Linked DNA regions of Triticum aestivum: region 1 is linked to region 2. The links are chromatin contacts, called in public Hi-C maps. All regions are on one chromosome and are shown on one strand. Each heading gives the region's core, a stretch centred on a gene start, on an enhancer-like site or on the middle of the called end of the contact. The rest is flanking DNA. Distances are from core to core; before and after follow the strand shown.

What was found. A called contact is a pair of places that touch in the nucleus more often than the background predicts.
Region 1: a Hi-C map of leaf shows a contact between it and region 2, with 4 times the contacts expected there. The contact joins the promoter of LOC123047118 here to the enhancer-like site in region 2. A contact is called at or near these places in 3 of 5 Hi-C or Micro-C datasets (leaf and an unstated tissue) and 1 of 1 datasets of contacts at active chromatin or transcription factors (leaf).

The regions. Positions count from the first base shown.
Region 1 is chr2B:747,014,959-747,020,183 of IWGSC CS RefSeq v2.1, reverse strand. LOC123047118 (probable E3 ubiquitin-protein ligase HIP1) reads right to left here and starts at 2,643. Exons shown (of 7, transcript XM_044470607.1): 1 at 2,210-2,643; 2 at 1-1,021. The coding sequence starts at 926.
Region 2 is chr2B:746,843,004-746,849,064 of IWGSC CS RefSeq v2.1, reverse strand. No RefSeq gene overlaps it. Among protein-coding and RNA genes, the nearest start is that of LOC123047116, 19 kb to the right of the region's middle. Within about 2 kb of position 1,369, at least 4 of the 8 cell types and tissues checked have an H3K27ac peak or open chromatin away from gene starts, as enhancers often do. A contact at or near this core is called in leaf, where this site is marked.

The DNA of each region.
Region 1 (5,225 bases), core at 1,394-3,893, 170 kb before region 2:
CTCTCTGAATTTCCTGAATTATTATTGCCTCCACTGGGATGATTGTAGCTACTAGATGGCATTCCTGTAGCAGCTCCATAATGCGAGAGTTGTTCCTCAATGGAACTTGGAGCTAACAAAAAGTTATGAGAGGATACATTTGGACCAGGAGCTGGATTGAAACTTGAAGAAGGAATACCATGGAAGGCATTATCGTTTCTGTGGGAAAAACTTGTGCTAGCACCTGCTGAAAATTGCCCATGGACACCCTCAATGTTTTTCCTCTTGCAAGCTAAACGACGACCATCCAGGGAACTGCCTGGTCTTTGATCCATGTCCTCTGGCATCAGGGGAAAATTACCCAAAGGATTTTGGAAAGCATTCATAGAAGGGAACGGCTCTGGCTGCTCGTCGTCTAAAACGAAAGCTCTGTAAGGATGCAATCTTAGCTCCGTGGCCTGGGCGGTGGCATCAGCACGGGAACTGCCAGCATGTTGCTGTTTGCCTTGAGAGGCGCTGTTGGCATTTGAACTCTGACCGAATAGATCATGGCTACTGGCATTATTAAGGCTTATGTCCACATTATCCAGAGAAAGGTTGTGTTCAGCAGCCAGGCGCCTCTCGCCAATCCTCAAACCACCACCAATGTTCAGATGCTCAGCTTTGATCGCGTTAGAGCTCCCATAGTTCAGCGCATTGCCGCTTGAACTAGCTTCACCTGACCCCCAAAAGCCTAAGAACTGGCCATCTTGATGTGCCTCGCTTCTATACGGAATGGCCCCGTCGCCGCGGTTCATCTCATAACCTTGGAGGTTCTGCGAGTCTGCTGCTCCAAGCATGTTGTTCCAGTACGCCTGCTGGTCCATGACAGGGTTGCCTGAACCAGACCCATGATCAAACCCGAAGACGTCAGCTAGCTGTTCGACAGAATTCCTCTGCCCTTGCATTATCGAAAGGGTAAAGGGGTGTCCTTCTACAGATTGTTCTGCAGCAATAGCATGTCAGATGCTGTTCACCTCTTCACCAGCAATTCAAGTGTGACCTACATACAAGTGTTGAAAACGCATTAGAAATTTTGGAACAGAAAATTCTTCTGAAATCTCAACATCCCTAGAGGGAAAAAAAAGAGAGGAAGTAGCAGACTCTCAGATGGTGGAATGCTGAATGCTGCTACTCCATTAAGGTTTGGCACAACAACAAAAAAGACGATCCCTATCAAAACACCGCGAATCCAGTCCTCTTTGCGGCCTAATCTATGACAGATAGCAGATATCTACACACATTCAGAAAAAAAAAGGTGCGCTTCTGGGAGTAGCCACACCCATAACCCCATTGCTATCTGGAAGTAAATGCACCCATCCTGGACTGAGATATCCAGCGATTCATCCGTGAGCGCATTAACCGTACGCCGAAGCGATCTTGGCGTGAGCCGCATTTGGTGAGGCGTGTGTGCGGATACAGTACACCAAACTTGATGGCGAGTTTGGCCTCTGCTCTGCTCTGCTGCTGTAAGCAAAGGTGGCCACTGGCTGCTGCGCTGATGCATGCATTATTATTTTCCGGCTGGAAGCAAGCAAAAGGTGATGCGCGCATTTTTTTAATAATTAATTCAATAAAATTAATGAATTAAAAGGGAGAAAAACACGGTGATTCCCACATTGCTTGCATGCGGCCTCAACAGACGGACGGGCTGCATGCAGACGATGGGGCTGGGGCCCACGGGTTGTGCCTGGGAGCAAGGCTTAAAAAATGGCCTCTTTTCTCGCGCATTTATTTCCCTTCGCTTTCGGTTTTGCGAAAGGATGCGGTAAAACCAGCGAAAAGTAAAGGAAAGGTAGCCATCCATGGATGGATTCGAGGAGCGGATCGGTTCTCCCGTCACGAAATCGAACGACCAGCGACGGGGGAAGCGATTTTGACCCAGCCGAGCAGCCCAGAACGGCCAGGAAATCTCTGCCTCGCGCACCCAAGAATGGGAGGAGAAATCATCATGAGGATGAAGAACTCTGTTCTACTAGTAAGGAAAACCGTGAATGTTTTGCCATGGCATAAGGCGTGCTCGACGAAGGAAACACGCGGCTGGATGGGCCATGAGGAATCATCAACAGGGAAAAAGAGACCATGTTTTGAAAGAACCAAGAACTCGAACGGGAGCGAAATGAACGAGCAGATTGAAAGAAAACAAGAAGCGAATAATAATAATAAACAGGGAGATGGAACAAAAACAAACCGAGAAGATTTTCAACGCCTCGCGAGAAGCACAATCCAAGCGGAGATCAAACTCGTTCGCATCCACCGTCTTGATTCCTGCCGATCCTCTGGAGCGAGGAGAGGGAGGAAGAATCGGCCCAGGAAACGGAGGAAGAACCAATCAATCCCTTCCCTGGAGGAAGATGGGCGGAGAGGGAGGGACGGAATTCGGAGAGATCGATGCGGGTGGAGAGGAGAGGAGCGGGGAGAGAATGGGTGGAGGAAAATCTGGCAAAGACCAGGAGAGGAGAGGGAGAAAGACGGGGGGAGGTTGGAGGGTGGTGATGAGAGGAGAGGAAGGATGGATGTATGTATGTAATGGAACGGGGGGAAGGGAGAGGGAGAGAGAGAAGTTTGGCCGAATTCGGATTTATTTATCTCTCTGCCTCACGCCGCACACTCTCTCTCGCTCTCGCTTTGGTCTTTGAGGGTATCTCGATCCTCCCCCACTAAAACATCTTTATAAATAAATGCTCTCCTGGAATTTTAATTGCTACTGCTGTAATGGAGTACGCCTCCTCCGAAAACGGCCAGAGATTAGCGTGGCCCGTCTATCTTTGCGTTTTCGGCCGCTTTTGGGCCTTTGGACTTTCGAGCAGCCCCCTCCCCCTTTCTTTGCATGCTCCCCCATCTCTTTCCACCCTTCTTTGCTCCTGCGTTGGACGGATATCCCTACCTATATCTCTTTCCTTTTGCTTATTAATGTACTCCCTCTGTAAACTAATATAAAAGCGTTTAGATCACTAACGCTCTTATATTAGTTTACAGAGGGAGTACGTATGTATATATCTATCTTTCCACCCTTTCTTTTCTTTTGCTTATGTATATCTATCTTGGGCATTTAATACTTCAAATCTGTAATCCAAGTGCCACGGGATATGCTGGGTTGTGTTCCGGAAGGCCCCCACAGAACACATGTCAGTACTACTACTACTATACATCATTTAAAAAAACAGGGGAGTGAAGGCCGGATGAGTAAATTTCTCTCTGGTCAGGGTTCGCCATTATTACATCATGCCATTTTTTCAAGGGGAGGGGGGGAGCCGCCGCCCCCGGAGCAAGACCCGTTTTGTGTCCGTAAACGAGGTTTGACCGCATCGACGCCTCTGCATCTGCATGAACGACGGCCTCCTCAGTTCATAAAAATCGCGCGGCCACGGCCACGCCCTTGGCATGCACGATGGCAGGAAAAAAGGCCATGCCGCCGAGTGACCGCAGCGCCACGTTTCGGCTCCTCCGCGTGGCTGCTTTCCTGCTCACCACCGGAGCATCTATCTAATCTAAACAAGAAGCCCACTAGATTTTTTGCATTTGCACAAGTCGCAAAGCGAAGGAAATGGTATTCTATCCTCGCGATCCTCTCGTCAGCGTCCCACGCACTCCCCTCATCCACAGCGCGCGCACGTCGTCGCCGCCGTCAGCGCCGCTGGAGCTAGCGCCGCCCGGGTCAAAAAGCCGGCGCGTGCGCCCCGTGGATCAGCGGCGCGCTCGCGTCCGTCCGTCTATCCCGACGATGTCATCGTGGATGCCGCACCGCCGCAGTTGACGCGCGAGCTCGGCCCGAGGATCACCGGTGCCATCACCCATCAGGATAAGCAAACGGCGCGGCCTGGTGCTTTCTCTGGCGGGGCTCGCTGGCGCCATGTGGCCGTGGTGGTGGTGGTGGTGGCGGTGGTGCCGGGAATATACGGCGGGAATTCGTCCGGCCGTCGCTTTTCTTTGCTTTGCCCCCTTATCTTGCGTACCTTGGTCTGGTTTCTCCATTTGGGTTGGATTCCCTGCGCTTTGGTGCCCCTGCTCTCCGCCTGCTTTGGGCTAAATTACGTAAAGAACCACTGTCGCGGTGGGGCCCGGCCCGGAGATCCCCGGCTTGTCTTTATGGCTGGCTGTTGCGCTTGCTGCTGGTAATTTGTCCTCTGGGCTATGGATGAGAGTGAAATGGAGGAATAAAGAAAGGCCAAGGATCAGTATCTGCTCACAAGGCCGAAGGAAAGGACTGGCTGAATCGGAATATAATTTGCCGGAAACAAAAGAGTGGCTCACAAGGCAGGCAGCATATGCGTGGGTTATTCTCGCGTACTGCCATTTATCCAGGCGTATAAAAAAGGACCTTCGTTTCACACATGAAGATGATTTCTGTTCACTAGTAAATTTAAAAGAAAACATATTTGAGGCTGTAGTTCAACATAGGACGCCGCCGGTGCACATCTGACGTTACTGCAATGCAAATCATCTCCGTGTGGACTGGATCACTAGCCATCCCTCGGCCCGGGCCTGGGTTCGCAAGGCCCGTCTCGAGCGTCGGACCTAAAAATCAGGTCGGGCCAGGTCGGGTCGGGCTTTTTAGGGCGCCTGGGCCTGGGTTCGCAAGGCCCGGCTCGGGCGTCAGACCTAAAAATCAGGACGGGCCGGGTCGGGCTTTTTAGGGCCGGGTTGGGTCGAGCCGACCGGGCCGGGCTGCCCATGGCTAGGTCTAATCACTAGTGCTAGAGTGTCCTAGACTGTAGCTTGTTATTTCACGAGGGCAAATTTGCGGATAAAATGTTCAACTTCTTTAAAAAGTGGCAGGATTCATGTCTTCATTAATTAAGAAGAAAAGAGATGCTCAATTAAATAGAAAAATCGGGCGAAAACCAGATTGCTCAGTTATTTATGTAAAACCGGGCAAAACCATCACAACCGCTAAGCGGCACACCACTCCAAGAAGGGCATCACTAAGACAGCACACACACGTTATCATCCTCACACCTTCCGTAGAGGCGTTATCGTCATCTCTAAACCCTGAGCCAATGACTCAGACTTCGTCGTAGGCAATCATTGACTCAACCCACAATGAAGAGGTTGTGTGAAATCGTATGAAGATCCGTGCCAAACTGAGGCACCAATGACCAGACAGAGCAACTCCGACTCTAACGGAGAGCTACGAAGGACGAAACCCAGCATGGTTGGTGCCAGGGAAGATCGCCGAACGGGCCACCTGCAGCTAGTCATCGTAC
Region 2 (6,061 bases), core at 120-2,619:
TAGGCGAGCAAGCACTCGTGGCGTAAAGTTGTGGCGTCGAAAGGCAGGCAAACACATCCTACGAACACTAAAAAACACATTTGTCAGCTTAATTGGTGCTGTTGATCCTACCCGTAGCTGTTTACATTAGGTGATGCATGGCTTTACACGGTTTTTCTGAACCGATAATCTTTCTGATGACCATATCATTGCTAACCATGTGCTTTTCTCTCCTCCTTTTTCCACCGTGACACGGCCTACGGAAGAGGGGTGAGAGACATTTGACATGGATGCTGCTTAAAAGAAAAGATGCCAGGAGCACAGCACAGTAGTAGTAATGTGGGCGGGGCGGACAGAGAAGATAGGGGCCATTTTGGTTTCTTGTCCTTGGACTGTTTAAGCCATTGACTATGGAACCGTACGGGTAAATGTCTGAAAGGTCGTCGCAGCCATTAAGGCTCGCAGTCTCACTCCCCATCTTGCACTGTTGCACCATTCAAACGACATGATCGGCGCCACCAAGGAAATCATACATGGTGGTGAGAAAAATAACTGAAGAAGTTTATTCTTTAACTGAAGAAGTTTAGCCAACATTCGATTTTCGTTTGAGAATTTCACCTGAGTGTGATTGCTTGTTGATACATCAATCTTTTTTTTTCTTTATCAAAGGGCCATCTCCCTGGTTCCTGCTTTATCCCTTACTATTACTCAAAGAGAAATGCCCACTTTATGGACCAATCATCCATTGATTGGAGAAGAATCTTCCTTTTCCAACCGATGACGCGTTCATTTCTGCCCAGCATGCATGATGCATGCATGAGACGGAGTCAAGCGAGCAATTAGTAGAGGCCCAGGGAAGCAAAGACCATTGCTTGGATGAAACAGCAAAAGCGAGGGCGAGCATGCAGGGAGGGGCAAAGGTTTTTGCAACTATAGTACTAGCAGTAGTACAGTGCTGCACGTCCTGCGTGGCCTGAAGGTGTTGAACTCAACTCACATCGCGCCCCACACATCGCCCGATGCTCGGCAACCCACGGGCCACGAGCACGCAAAGCCGCAGCCACAGCAGCAGCAGCAGCAGTCAATGCGTGCATGCATACACACGCCAGGGTTAGCAGTATTTTAATCAGCTAGTTCTGCTGCTCCTACGCCTACCAGCTCCGATGGTGCAGTGTCAGGGCAATGGTGTCTTGCCTCCATTTTCAAACTTTCAAAGCCACTTTACCCACAGGGCCACAAATGGCAGCGGCCTCCGTGGAAAAACGAAAACGAAAGAGAAAAAAACAACCCCACGCATCCCATCAGTGGCACGCGCAAGTCCAAAGGTAGGGCCCAAGTACGCACAGGATCAGAGCAATACTCATGGGATTACCGGACCATCACCGTTCCATTCGCCAACCCAAGTTTGACCCGGATTTCCCTCCCCTTCCACAGTACACGCACGCAGGATGATGCGTCGTTCTCAGTGGCGACGACGAAATGTCAACCGGTTTCTCGCCGGTTTCCGCTCCTTTTCTCCACCCCAGACCCAGAACATCGTCGGCCGTGATGCCCGCATGGTCGCACTTGACGGCTGCCATGGCATCTCGCGTCACGAATCACGACGTGCTAAACTAACCGCTGCAGGACGCACAGCGAGCAGACTGCCTGCCTGCCTGCCCCGGCGTGGTGGGCTAAATGGGTAGATTAATGGAGGAGGGGACGTGCCAGTGGCCAGTGGGGCGGTCAGTACCGGACTTATTACCGGGAACAGGGTAGGCGAGCTCACAGACAGTCACAGTGCCCGGTTACGCCCCCAAAGCTGCGGCCGCGTGTTTTCCCTTGTTCCCTTCCCGCGAGCACAGTATCTGTAGCCAAATGTAGACCAATAGGAGTGTGTGCTTTCAGCTCAGCCGTAATCTTTTCTTTTGCGTGCAAACACCTCCACTCCACAGACTCCATTATTTACTTACGTTACCCCCAGCAGCACGCCGCGGCAGATAGATACGGAACGGAGCGGAGCATGTATCCCCAAACCGTGCATTGATGCATCCCGTAGTGCAGTACTAGTAGGGAGTACGTGCCTACTGTACCTGGGTACGATAAATCGCATCACGGGTGTTGGGCCGTGTGGCGCAGCGATCGCGATCACGCCAACCATCGAGGACGTCGCAACTTGCGGCGAGACGCGACGCGAGGCTCGCGATCGCGTCGGCACGGCGGCACTCTCGTACACCCCACACGCCACCAGCGAGCACGCCGCGCGCTGCCGAAAGGTCAAAGCCACGCCCTGCGCCAGCCGCCAGCGGCACACGGCGCGCCCTCTTTTGCCCCACGCACGCCACCATTTCCGCTCGCCTTGCCATGCGCGCGCCCGCCACCGCCTGGCTGGCCGTGCCGTGCCGTGCGCGCCCGGCTCGGGAATGGCATCCCCCGCACCTTTTCCCCTCGCCGCCCGCGTCGGTAGCTCCGGCACCTTTCGGCTCCCGCGGCCGACCACGACAGCATCACCCGCCCGACGTAACCACCAAAGTACTTGCAGATAGTTGAGTATTGACCTCCGAGATTTCCTTGTCATCCTAGTACACTAGTGAATCTCTTGCTGCCGGTGACATCGATCGTGGCCCGCGCGTGGCATCGGGCACGGGCGTGCCCTGATGCGTATCACCATGACGGAACAGCAGCGTCCGGTAATCGTGCTGCAGTACTACCAGCATTATTATCTCACTTGCCGTTCAGCCCTCCACGGCACGGGCTCTGCCACGACGACGGAAGCACTCCGGGAACCGGCGTGGCCAGCAAATTCAAACATGACATGACACCGGAAAGACCGCGGAAGCATTCATTCATCCATAAAAACCAGTCAAAACGGGCAATGCTAGCAGTACCTGTCTAATCTCCGTCCGTCCGGTAATCAATACGGTGATCGTCCGTCGTGCAAGCATCCAAGGCATGCACGGTATGGGCGGGAGCAACTTTCACCCTCTTTTTCCTCTGACAAATCCCGCATTGCGAGTCTCCTGGCGCAAGCAATGGCACATGGGCCTACATCACGTAGCCTAATTAACTCACCTGTCGCAAAATTTAGCCACCCCACGCACGTAGCTGAAACTCCGTATGCACTGAAGCAGGCGTACCGCGTACTACGTGCGTACGGCCGGCCTTAAGCACGGCGTGCGAACGTACCAATAGTGGCGTGGCGGTGACTAGTGAGGAAAATGAGAAGATCAGAGTGATGCGGCTACAGAAGCATGTGATGTGCCATGGCCTTGAGAGACTTATCGTGTCATTACAACAGGATCGATCGATCAGAGATGAGATGGCTATGGGCAAAGCGTACCTGTAAATTAAGGATGCTCGTCGATCAGCAACGCCTTTGTACCTGTGATCACATGCCGTGCCCACGTGAATGTGTTCGATTCTCATAAGAAAATTAGTTTCACCGCGTCTTTCTTTTTGTTTCATTCATCCTTTTTTACGAGATAATGTTTTTCTCTTATTCTTCTTCCATGTTGCGGCATAACCAACGAGGTGACGCCCGATGTTTTATCTAGACCGATGGAAAGCAAAAGTAGACCTGTGCTCATACTACTACTACTACTACTACTAGTAGACTGCCCGTACTTTGCCACGGGCCAACAAATGAATGCACGTGCGTTGCCACATGTATAAGTTACAATGTATTTTATTCATGTAAATATTACCATAGTGATATGGTAAATGTTACAAATGATGTTTGATCAAGCAGGAGCTGGAGCTGCCGAGCTAGAGATGCAGGCTCGCCCTGCAGCGCGCGCAGGAACTGCGAACTGGAGGTCCTATTCATCTTAACATATGTCGAGCAGACACCTCATTGCCCAAGAGAGAGCCTTATTGGTGGTGTATTTGTATTAATAAATCAGCAATGCATTTATTTTAATTTTTAGGAAATTGTTTTTGTATGGAACTGCCCCGGCATGCATTCAGTAATTCACCACCATGCGAAATGTCAGATTCCAATACCAGGTGACCACGAAATATTTACAACATATGAAATATTGTCTTGAAGGACAACATGAAGAAAATCAGCTTACACTGGTTCTGCTTTAACATGTAGTCCATTCCATAAAAAAGCTCACTCCAATAATACAGACCACATCGTCAATCAGATGTTCTATAATAATTAAAATAATTGCATTGGTAAACAAAAAAAAACGTAACTTTTACAGTTTAACGGCAACTCAGTGTGATGGCATCACTGACAATTAACTCAACAATCGAATATCCTTGGAAAAAACATCAAGAAATAGACCAATAATGGTGAAACTCACTTATGTACCATCATATACACAAACACATAAGAATTTGGGAAACAGTTGGTTTCAGTCTCATGGAAAGGTATCTGAGGGTTCACATAATATGAGAGAATACTATACTGCTCATGCAATACATTCTGTCAAAGATCGATGACTCTGATGGTACAACATGGACCAGCTGCACTGCTAAAAAACGCGGAATTAACAAGGCGAAAGAATTTTGCCAGGGACTTACCACGTTCCTCCAACTGATCAAATCTTAAACTACAGAGAAGGTTCGCTGATCCAATCACCTGCAGCAGGGAAGTTACACGATGAGGGAGTTAATGATTCGTTAGTTGCGGCAGCTATGACCGTATCAGAAAACCTCTAAAGCAATATGCAACAGTTTCATTCAAGACAATACAATCGGCCTCTAAGTACCGTTAAAATGGTAAACCAATTTGAAACTCACAACCAAAACTATATAGTTTCAGGAAGATCTCACATTCAGAAGGGTGTATCTTTCACTATACTCAGCGAAAAATTGAGAATAAATTATCCATGGAAATCTCAAACCAAATACTGAAAATACATCCATAGCCCCATGGACAGATTCAGCCTTGAAGTTACTTTAAACCGCCCGCAAAATAGGAAGTCATGACTGAAACTACAGTCTGACGAAAACTAATAGTAATTTCAGATAGGCATATCTCCTAGAATACCTGAAGAAAAATTGGAAATAAACATTCGTTGGAAAGGTCTTGAAAAGATATACAACTTTTATTTTAATGGTTCGGTCATATTTGACACCTAAAACCCTCAAAACGCAATCGGTAAGTTACTGCACGCACTGCAAACAGAGTTGTGCAAAACAGACTTGCGAAAACAAACAGCAGGGAAGGAAGGATTACTTCACTTGATACCTACAACAGATCACGCCCCTGCCATCTCTATTTCGCTCTTTCCATCTCTTCCCTGCAGCAAACCTTCTTTCAAGCTGCCTCAGACATGGGTTTGGATTGGTGTCCTCCTGAATACTCTGCCCCTGAGGCTTTCTTTTCCTTCTCAGAATCTGAACTTACCAAAATCAAGCTAATTAGTGGAAAAGGCTGCATATTGACCTCTCACTAACACAGCCACATGTGCCAACAAATATTTTAACCACTCACCAGGATCATTCCTTGGTACAGAAAAACCACAACATAATTAAGCATATTATATGAACCAGTCTTTTCAAAACCAGTATTGGTATTTAAAATTAATGAAATTCATATGCATGGACAAGTGTACGGTTTAGAATACACAAAAACAGCAAAGTACTATTTGGTGATAGTCAGAGTTCACCTACTTTGCAATGTGGTACAAGAAACGAAAGCTGCTTAAAAAGAGTATTTAACCAAAAACTACCACAATTCACGGAACCGTGACGAAAAACTACCACTTTACAATTCTGTGCGAAAAACTACCACTTTTTTCCTAATCCGTGGCAAAAAACTACCAAGTCGCGAAATCGCTCGCTTCGCCTCTTCTAAACGCATTTCTGACAGGATGGGCCCACCTGTCAGCATCAATCTTCTTCTTCCTCCTCCTCCTCCTCTCTCTGGCATTTCCTCGAACACCTCGCATGCACTCCGGTGACCCTCTCGCCCGCACTTCGCCGCGTCCACGACCACCTCGTGCAGCTCGCGGTCGCCGTCCCCGTACCACGCTCGCTCGCCATCGTCAGCGCCCGCTGCTTCCCCTCTACTCCGTGGCCGCGCGCCGGAGCTCGTGCTCCGAGCCGCACCCGCACGCGCGCGCCCGCGGCGCTCGTGGCCGCCCCTCGC